Regions from separate parts of the Macaca mulatta genome. Here regions 1 and 2 are each linked to region 3. The links are chromatin contacts, called in public Hi-C maps. All regions are on one chromosome and are shown on one strand. The core of a region is the stretch at or near the end of the contact, and the rest is flanking DNA. Distances in the headings are between cores, read along the strand shown. Region 1 holds the start of SSBP2 (single stranded DNA binding protein 2). Region 2 has its middle 100 kb from the start of SSBP2. Region 3 overlaps ATG10 (autophagy related 10).

Evidence for each region. Hi-C and Micro-C count contacts between places; a contact is called where the count stands out from the background.
Region 1: a contact with region 3 is called in a Hi-C map of fetal cortical plate, with 2.3 times the contacts expected there. The contact joins the promoter of SSBP2 here to the enhancer-like site in region 3. A contact is called at or near these places in 2 of 14 Hi-C or Micro-C datasets (fetal cortex germinal zone and fetal cortical plate).
Region 2: a contact with region 3 is called in a Hi-C map of fetal cortical plate, with 3 times the contacts expected there. The contact joins two enhancer-like sites. A contact is called at or near these places in 2 of 14 Hi-C or Micro-C datasets (fetal cortex germinal zone and fetal cortical plate).

Annotation. Positions count from the first base shown.
Region 1 is chr6:88,061,899-88,064,598 of T2T-MMU8v2.0, reverse strand. SSBP2 (single stranded DNA binding protein 2) reads left to right here and starts at 1,342. Exons shown (of 17, transcript NM_001260682.1): 1 at 1,342-1,528. The coding sequence starts at 1,467.
Region 2 is chr6:88,162,547-88,165,246 of T2T-MMU8v2.0, reverse strand. No RefSeq gene overlaps it. Among named protein-coding and RNA genes, the nearest start is that of SSBP2, 100 kb to the right of the region's middle. Within about 2 kb of position 1,261, at least 38 of the 40 cell types and tissues checked have an H3K27ac peak or open chromatin away from gene starts, as enhancers often do. A contact at or near this core is called in fetal cortical plate, where this site is marked.
Region 3 is chr6:88,533,989-88,536,791 of T2T-MMU8v2.0, reverse strand. The region is part of intron 5 of ATG10 (autophagy related 10); the gene reads right to left. Among named protein-coding and RNA genes, the nearest start is that of RPS23, 47 kb to the left of the region's middle. Within about 2 kb of position 1,376, at least 7 of the 40 cell types and tissues checked have an H3K27ac peak or open chromatin away from gene starts, as enhancers often do. A contact at or near this core is called in fetal cortical plate, where this site is marked.

The DNA of each region.
Region 1 (2,700 bases), core at 93-2,592, 470 kb after region 3:
TAGAACTGTACTTTCCTCCACGCGAATCCTATTTCCCTCTCCTCCCATAGCTACTTCTTGTCTTTTCATCCTTTCCAGATGTCGCCCTGTCCCACCCCCATCTGTCCCCTTCTTCCCCGTGTGAAGCCCATCTTCTTTCTAACCCCATTTGCACCCGTCTGATTTTACAAACATTTCAACAACATAAAGGATGCAGAGTTCTACTGGGAACCAGGTTGTGTGTGTTTCTGAAACTTTTGCGCGTTTACTGAAATGGGATTAGGGATTTGGATACAGAAACATTCTCGGGCAGCCTTTCAGCCCTGGCACAGCTTTGTACACCTTGGGGCGCCCTGGGGCCTATTCTAACGGGCAAGGACAGGGAAGTCTTTCAAGACCTTTTCTGGCCTTTTCCACTCCAGGGGTCAGGATGAATAGCCATCACCGACCCAAACTGTTAAACCAGGCCGGGTGGGGAAGCCTGGGGCCCTCTTCTGCGGCAGATCTGGCGGGGTGTCTAGGGCGCCGCGGGGCTCCGTGCAAGGAGGGGTTAGGGCAGGGGCCGCTGCGGCCGCAGGAGTCACCGGGCCTCCTCGGGAGGTCCGCTCACCTCTTACAGAGGAGGCCGACCCCAGGCCGGGTGCTCCCCTGAGGCGTAGGGTGCGGCCCCGGGCGCCGCCACCGCAGCGGCGCCGAGGGCCGGAGGTGCAGTCCTTCCCCAGGAGAGAAGGCGAGTCGCTACCGGCCGCTCAGTCAGAAGGTCGAGGGAATAGCGCGGGTGTCTCTCGCCAGCCGGCCCTCTGGGAACAAGGCGGGGGCGACAACCCAGGGGGTAGGGCTGAGGACGGCAGAAATCAATCGTGGGTACCGGCGCGGGGTCACGCATAGGAGAGAAGCGGGAGAGGGGCTGATCGGGGCCCCAGGGCGGCTGGGGCCGTGGCTCTGTCTGTAGACTCGGCGGGCGCCCCGAAGTCTGGGGCCGCCACGGCTCCAGCTCCGCCGGCTCCGGCCGGAGACTCCAGGCCGCAGTTTCTCCTCCTCCCGGCGCCTTCTCTCCAGTGAGGAGCCGAGCGCGGGCGGCACGGGGGGAGGGGTGGCGGCAGAGAGAACAGCCAGTTGTTTAAAATCCTTCTAGAGCAGTTTCTAATTCCCCCCTTGCGCCCGGGTTCGGAGGGGGGAGGGGGAAGGAGAGCGGGTGGAGGGAGGAGAGCAGAGAGGGAAGGAGGGAGGGAGGGAGCCGGGGAGGGAGGGAAGGAGGGAGGAGACTGCCGCTGAGGCTGTAGCCGCCACCGCGCGCTTCGGAAGGCCGGAGGGAGGGGGAGGCCTGTCAGTCTCGCGCGTTGCCTGGGCGAAGGGGGCGGAGCTTTGGCGTGGGGCGGCCAATAGTGGGGGTGGCTGCGTGGGTCGCCATGGGGACGGGGCTGTTCCCGGGGAGGCTGTGATGGGTTGACAGGTGCGTGACAGTGGGAGCTGCTCTCGGCACAAGCATGTACGGCAAAGGCAAGAGTAACAGCAGCGCCGTCCCGTCCGACAGCCAGGCCCGGGAGAAGTAAGTGTCTCCGCTTCTCACCCACCTCCGCCTTCACACGCGCGCACACTCACGCACGCACTCGCACACTCTGGGAGACACAGACACTCTCCGCCCGGGGAGCGCCGGGGGTGGGCTGGCAGGGGGAGGGGTGCCGCGATGGGGGCGTGTGGTGCGGGGAGCGGCGCTTTCCCTGGAGGTGCGGGCGCGGGGCGGGCGGCCGCAGGGGGCTGTCGGCGGGAGGGAGCGGGTGTGTTGAGGGGCGGCGGTGGTGCTGGTGGCGAGGATGGAAACTTGTTTGGGTGATTGAGGGAAATAACCCGCGGGTTCACCTTCCAAAGTAACTTTAGAGCTGGGGTCCGGGGCTCCGGGGACCCGGGGAGCCGCCGGGGGTGGCGGGAGGGGCAGCTGCGTGTAGGAAGGCGTGCGGTGGGAATGTGGGTGTTTGGCGGGCCGGCCAGGGTCGGGGCCGGGGTCGGGGAGGGCCGCGCGGGGAGCGCGGCGGCGGGGGCCTGGGCGCTGGGGCTCAGGGCCGCGAGCGCGGGGCGAGGCGAGGGCGGCGGTGCCGGGCGCGCGGCGGGCGGAAGCCGGGCGTGGAGCGGCCGAGCGGGGCCCCGCGGGGCGCGGAGACGCGCGCGGGGCGCGGAGGGCGTGGGCTGGGTGGGCGTCCGGGCTTTCCTGGGCAGCTACTGACTCGGCGCCCGCAGTCCCTCGGGCCGCGCGGGGCGGGGGCGGGGGCGGGGGCGGGTGGGCGCCGGAGACGCCGCAGAAGTTTGGGAGTCGGAGAGGGACGAATTCCCGGGGAGCTAAAGTGTGCTGACGAGGAGCAGGATCCGCTGGAGGAGGCTGGCGTTTCTGCCTCTCGCAGCGGACCCAACTCCGCGGCGGCGGCTGGCGAACTTTTTGTGAGGCTGGCAGCCCCCGAGCGGTGGGAGGGGCGGGCCCGGCGGGGCGGTGGTCGGGGGCGCGCGGAGGGGAGTTGTGGGAGCCGCCGGGGGCGCCCGAGGAGGGCAGCTGCGGCGGGGAGGGGCAGTGGTCCGAAAAGGGGTTTGTGGGAGGGGAGAAGCGTTCAGGTGGGAAGGAGCCGCTTGGTTACAGTTGTGGGGAGATACAGGTGTTAACTTCGGTGGGAGCCCAAGAGGCGGCTGGCGAGAACAGAGCCCCTCCCGGCCCGGGATACCACTGTCACGGCA
Region 2 (2,700 bases), core at 12-2,511, 370 kb after region 3:
CTCCGACTTATTTTTGAAGAGTAGAGGAGTGTTGCTGCACCCACAAGTGGACAGATATTGAACTCAGCCGCCCCATCTGCCTTGACATCACGTGGGGTATTACCGTAACCCCCTTTCTGTTCTCCCCTGTTTCAGTGCAGTACAAGTGGCTTTCCAAAGCAGATACAAAGTTATTCTCAGTGTCTGAAGTTCCAGCTCCTCCACAAAAGCCTGTGGCCCCCAAGTAGCACCACTTCATGAATGCCTGTGTCTCAACTCTGCAAGGCCGACCTTGTCCTCTCCATCATCTGAGCGGGACTGACCCTGTCCGGGTAAAACTATGGAACGGAAAGGGTTAATCAGAGTCCCCAGGAGCTGGGGGAGCACCTGGAGCATCTCAGCAGGGGAGCAACTGGAAACCACAAACATCAAACTGTGCTGCTGCAACTTGAACTAAACGCCGAGACCTGGCCGAGGGAGTCAGTTAAGCTTAGACCAAATGGTCTTAATCAAGGTATCAGAACAGACCTCTCAAAGACAGAAATGATGGTATATCCCGGCCCTCCAATCCTATGGATTTTTTTTTCATGTTGCAATTTAAGTCTCAGAATACATTTTATGACCCCAGTGCCCTTTATTCCGAAAGATGCCGTGAGATGTCTGCAGAAATGTCCTGCAGGACTGTGGAGAGCACAGTGGGCGTCCCGGCCCTCCCAGCTTTGCCTCGCCATCACTTCCAAATAACCTTTGTTGCGGGGTCGGGGGACCCAAAGCCACCTTCGCCCCTGTCCGTACATCCTCCAAACAAGCGGCAGCCAAGAGGCTGCAGGACCTACTCGCCGGCCCCCAGCCCCCTCCCCGCCCCCAGCTCTAGCTGCCCGCCTGCCGCCTTCGCAGCCCCTTCCTCACTCCCTACCCGGGGGGCCGTCCCCCTTATCGCCACCCGCCCACCCCCGCCCCCAACCAACCCCACAGGCACTCTCAGACCCCACCAGCACATTCCTAACAGCTCCAGCTTTCCAGGAAAGCAAAAAAAAAAAAAAAAAAAAAAAAAAAAGACCATAACATCACGGGCAGGTTTATTTGGGTTTGTTTGTTTGCTTGTTGGCTCGATTAAATACTCGTGGAAGGTGAACGTACCCCACACAGGAGAAGTTTGATGTTGACAAACTTCTGGTGGCAGCGAGACTGTGTCAGCACAACTTCCGGGATAATGAGAGCTGCTTTGCAGGGAGCGCGGCAGCCGCGGCGGGAGGCGGTCGCAGGACGGAACAGCAAATGCTATTCAGCCCGAGCAGTTTCAAGCCGCCCGAGCTGGGGAATTACTGTAGTCGAGCTACGGCTCCTACCACCGGCGCTGGATCTGGGCGCGCGTTAGGGGGGGAAGCTGCAGGCACAGGGCGCCGAGAGGGGAGCTTTCAAGTTACTTTGCTCCATCCCTGCACCCGGCAGAGGCTTGCAGGCTGCGTGGTAACTGCAAACATCTTGTTCCCTGCTTCTTTGGGCGGCCGCCCTGGAACCAACCAACTTTTCTCTCCCCCAAAACTCCCTCTTTGTTTCAAATAGGACTCTCCAAAATTTATTCTTGGGAAGACTGACAGCCGGGGTCAAGAAACAGCTGTTGAAGTTAATGTTTCTTCCTCCCACTTCGTCTGATGGTTGTGCCCTGCCAAGACAAAGTGAGAGGCACTGCCTGGTGGCTTCTTTAAACAGACATGCATTTAGCCAAAAAGGATTGGGGTGGGGGTATATTTTCTTGCTTAACATACAATCTGATCAGAAATGCAACAGCATGTGCCTTTCAACTTGTGCTGATTACTTGCTGAAAAGATGCTGTAGCTTTTAGTTTTGAACACTTTGAGCATTGGGGGCGGGGATGGCGGGAGAGTTAGTGGTTGACACTTTCCATGTTTTGGTAAAGGGGCTAAAATTTTAAACCCTCCTCCCTCTGATCCACCTCTGGCCCTCTAAGAAAGATAGAATGGCCTGGGGGAGGGAGAAAAGAGTTGCATTCCTTTGCAAGGTTTAAGTCACATTTTAAAATTCAAATCATTATGCAGAACAAGGGCTTGCCTAGAGCTAGGTAAACTGTTTTTATTTGGAGATGACCTAGGCCAAACCTTGGAGAGTGCTGGAGCTCCTGGTGGCTTTCTCCACACCAGGCCTGTGTCATCTCTCCTTTCCCAGTCCAACTCCTTTTCCCTTACTCAGAGGGCATATTCTAGGGGGAAGCTGCCCTGTTCTTTTGTGCTGCCTTCTCCAGGGTGAAGGCTGATTTTAACACCGCCCTTCCTCCCCTTAGCATTTTAGAGCCCCTGTGAACTGCTGAGAGGCCCCTTGGGGCTGTCCTCCGGAGTTTCCCTTCTCCTAACTAGCATCTCCCAGGCATCTACCCTTCTGTCCTGGGGGTAGGTGGGTGGGAACTCTATTCCTTCCACATCAGAGAGCTTAACCACTCTTCTAACCCACCCATTCTCCTTTGGGAGTGCTGGGCTCATTTGGCCTCTCTCAGATGAAATTATATGAAGACATAAAAGGCCTTCCCTCTCCAACCAGGTTATCCTGTCACCACATCGCAATGCAGTGCCATCACAAAGTGATATTGCATCAGGCCCAAGGATATTTTAGGAAGCTCTCAAGCTGGGTCCAACAAGCCTTCCATGCAGGCATCGGGACCACACTGCCAAATTCAAGGCTGCAGAGCTGCTGGGCAGGTGTCAG
Region 3 (2,803 bases), core at 127-2,626:
CTTTATTTGCATTTCTATTACTGAAATCATTTCCTAATAATGAAGTTGCTATAAGAGAAGCTCCATTACTAAGGAATCACTGTTACAGAAACAATGTTATTAAAGTATTGCTGTGTACAGAAACTTTTATTAGGATGATACAAGTTATACATCATTGTAATAAAGCTTCCATTATAATCCTAATTGCATAAAGCTGTGTTTGAGTATAGCAATGCTAGAGCTGTAGGACTTTTAATAAAGTATCAAAATAATGCTTTGGTAATAGGATTGTTTGAAATACTAATACTTCAGGGAAGACTGAACTGAGTAATGGGTGATGTTTATTTCACTGATTATACATAGTCTACCAAGAATTTAGAAAGGAAAAAAAAAGAAGTAAAAAGAACCCTCATGTACCTAGTAACATGCAGTGTGGAAACATATGTGTTGAAGCATATTCACCAGCTCTCTTTAACATAACAACTACCTATTTCCAATTCACTCATTGGTACAAGATAGCAAGCTGCTAATATGGTCATTTATAACTGTGGTAATTAAAAGATTTTATGTTCAGATCTACAGAGAGCTGGCAATCAAAAAGTTAACACACTTACTTAAATATGCCCACAAATACTCACACAGTCACATCTTGGAAATTGCCTGTTATAAAAACCATTAAAGAAATGTGAATTTGGCAGTGGGGAGAGAGGGAGAGAGAGAGAGGGAGGGAAAGAGGGAGAAGGAGGGAGGGAGGGAGGGAGAGGGAGAGAGAGAAAGAAGAAAGAAAAAGAAAGAAGGAAGGAAGGAAAGAAGGAAGGAGGGAGGGAGGGAGGAAGGGAAGGAAGGGAAAGAAGGAAGGAAAAAAGAAAGAAAGAAAGAAGAAAGAAGGAAAGAAAGGAAGGAAGGAAGGAAGGAAGGAAGGAAGGAAGGAAGGAAGGAAGGAAGGAAGGAAGGAAGGAAGGAAGGAAGGAAGGAAGGAAGGAGAATAAATATGAATTGACTTTAAAGGGATGAATTCTTCACCTTCTTCCACTAAAGAAGTTAAATATGTATAACTCACTCTAAGATGCTACTCTATATTACAGATAAACAATATACCATAGTGATCCATCTGAGTTATAGCTAGAAGTTAGTATCAGACTTAGGTTCACATTAGAGAATGTTAGCATATTCCTCTAAATGTTTGTTTTTGCATTTGCTCTAATGGAGTCCAGTATTCCCGTTCCCTCTGGAAACATTTATAATGTTGACCACCAGAGACCGCCAGAGAGCCATCCATCACCCAGTAGGCACGGAGACACTCCTTAATATACCTGCCATTGTGGAAACCGGCAAGGAAGGCACCAGGCTGTCTGTAAAGGGTTTTGGCATCGGTTAAGGCACCAGAGGCCATAGCCAGTAGCCCTGTTACAACCGCATTCTCTGTCAGATAATGAGGCCAAGGCCATTTTGATTTTGAGACCATTTGTGGCTTGCCTACAAAGCAGCAGCTAGACTGACCTGGAATCTGCTTGGAAAGCAAAGTGCTTTTACCTTTTCAAAGAGGATTTCCTTTCCTCTTGACCTGCCTTCCAGATGTGATGATCTGCAAACAGCTGGGTGGGGTTAATTTAGAATCCAGGAGGTTCATCTTCCCTACTGACTCAGATGATCAAAGGCAAATATGAGCATTTCCCTAATGTTATGGTCCCCAAATGTTTGTATTACCTGAGGGGTAGGTATAAGATTTTTTTGACCTATACAGTCAGCTGGCGTAAGTTATTTTTCAGAAGTCTAATATTTTTTCATTAAATATGATCAACCCAAACTACTTTGCACTAACACAGTGAGAAACTCTATTTCTGAAATACCCATAAAATTTGAAATTTCTTCACTTGGGAGTGTGTGACATTAAAAGGGTGCAAGGACTCAATTATCCTATTGGTCAATTAAATACCTGCAGAACAAAGCACCAAAAATATTGAAGAAATGTCAGCTTCCATGAATTTAATTGGAAATTTGAAATCAGGCAATTTTGAAAGAAACATTTAATTTCAGTCTTCATGTACGTTGGCAGTCTATAATACATAGATGTCCTTATTTTTAATACATGGGAGGCGGACACCCCAATCTTTTTAATCAGGCATTTCAAGGAAGGTCTAACTTCCCCTTGTGACAGGAATAGCATCCTTACATCAAAGTCTCACACCAAAGTGGTAAAGACTTAAGAGGCCTGAATAAATGTTGACTGATGGATTTCTTCAGACACTGATTCCACCTTCACTGGCCTCCATTCCCCCACCTTCTCCACAAGCATTTTGTCAGTATTCCTCCAGCACAGCTTTCCTTTAAACACCCTCCTTTCACTCTATCTCCTTGAAGACAATCACTTCCACAGTGGGCTTTCACAAGCATCTCTTTCCCTCCAGCCTGCCAGAGCCTCCCACCTGCTTTCCTTTGCTTTAGAGCCTCTATTCTCTCCTTCCCCCTGCATGCAAATACCCGATTCATAGTCTCAACTACTAATTTTATGCCACTCCCTTGCTCAAAATTATTTCTAACTACTCCCTTGCTTATTAGGTAAAGCTGAACCTTTTTGGGGCCTGGATCCCTTTCAATATGCAATGAGAGCTATGGACCTCAGAATAATGCATAATGTACACAGGCTTTTGCCCATGTTGCATGTGGTTTAAATAAACCCTGAAGCCTGGGGATTTGTGACCTCTAGGTAAAAACCCTAAACCTATATAATAAAGTTTCAACTGCATGGCCCTCTACTTGGTTTCCCTGCAGGCTGGCACAAACTACTTTTCCAGCATTGCCATCTACCAGACTACCCCTAATC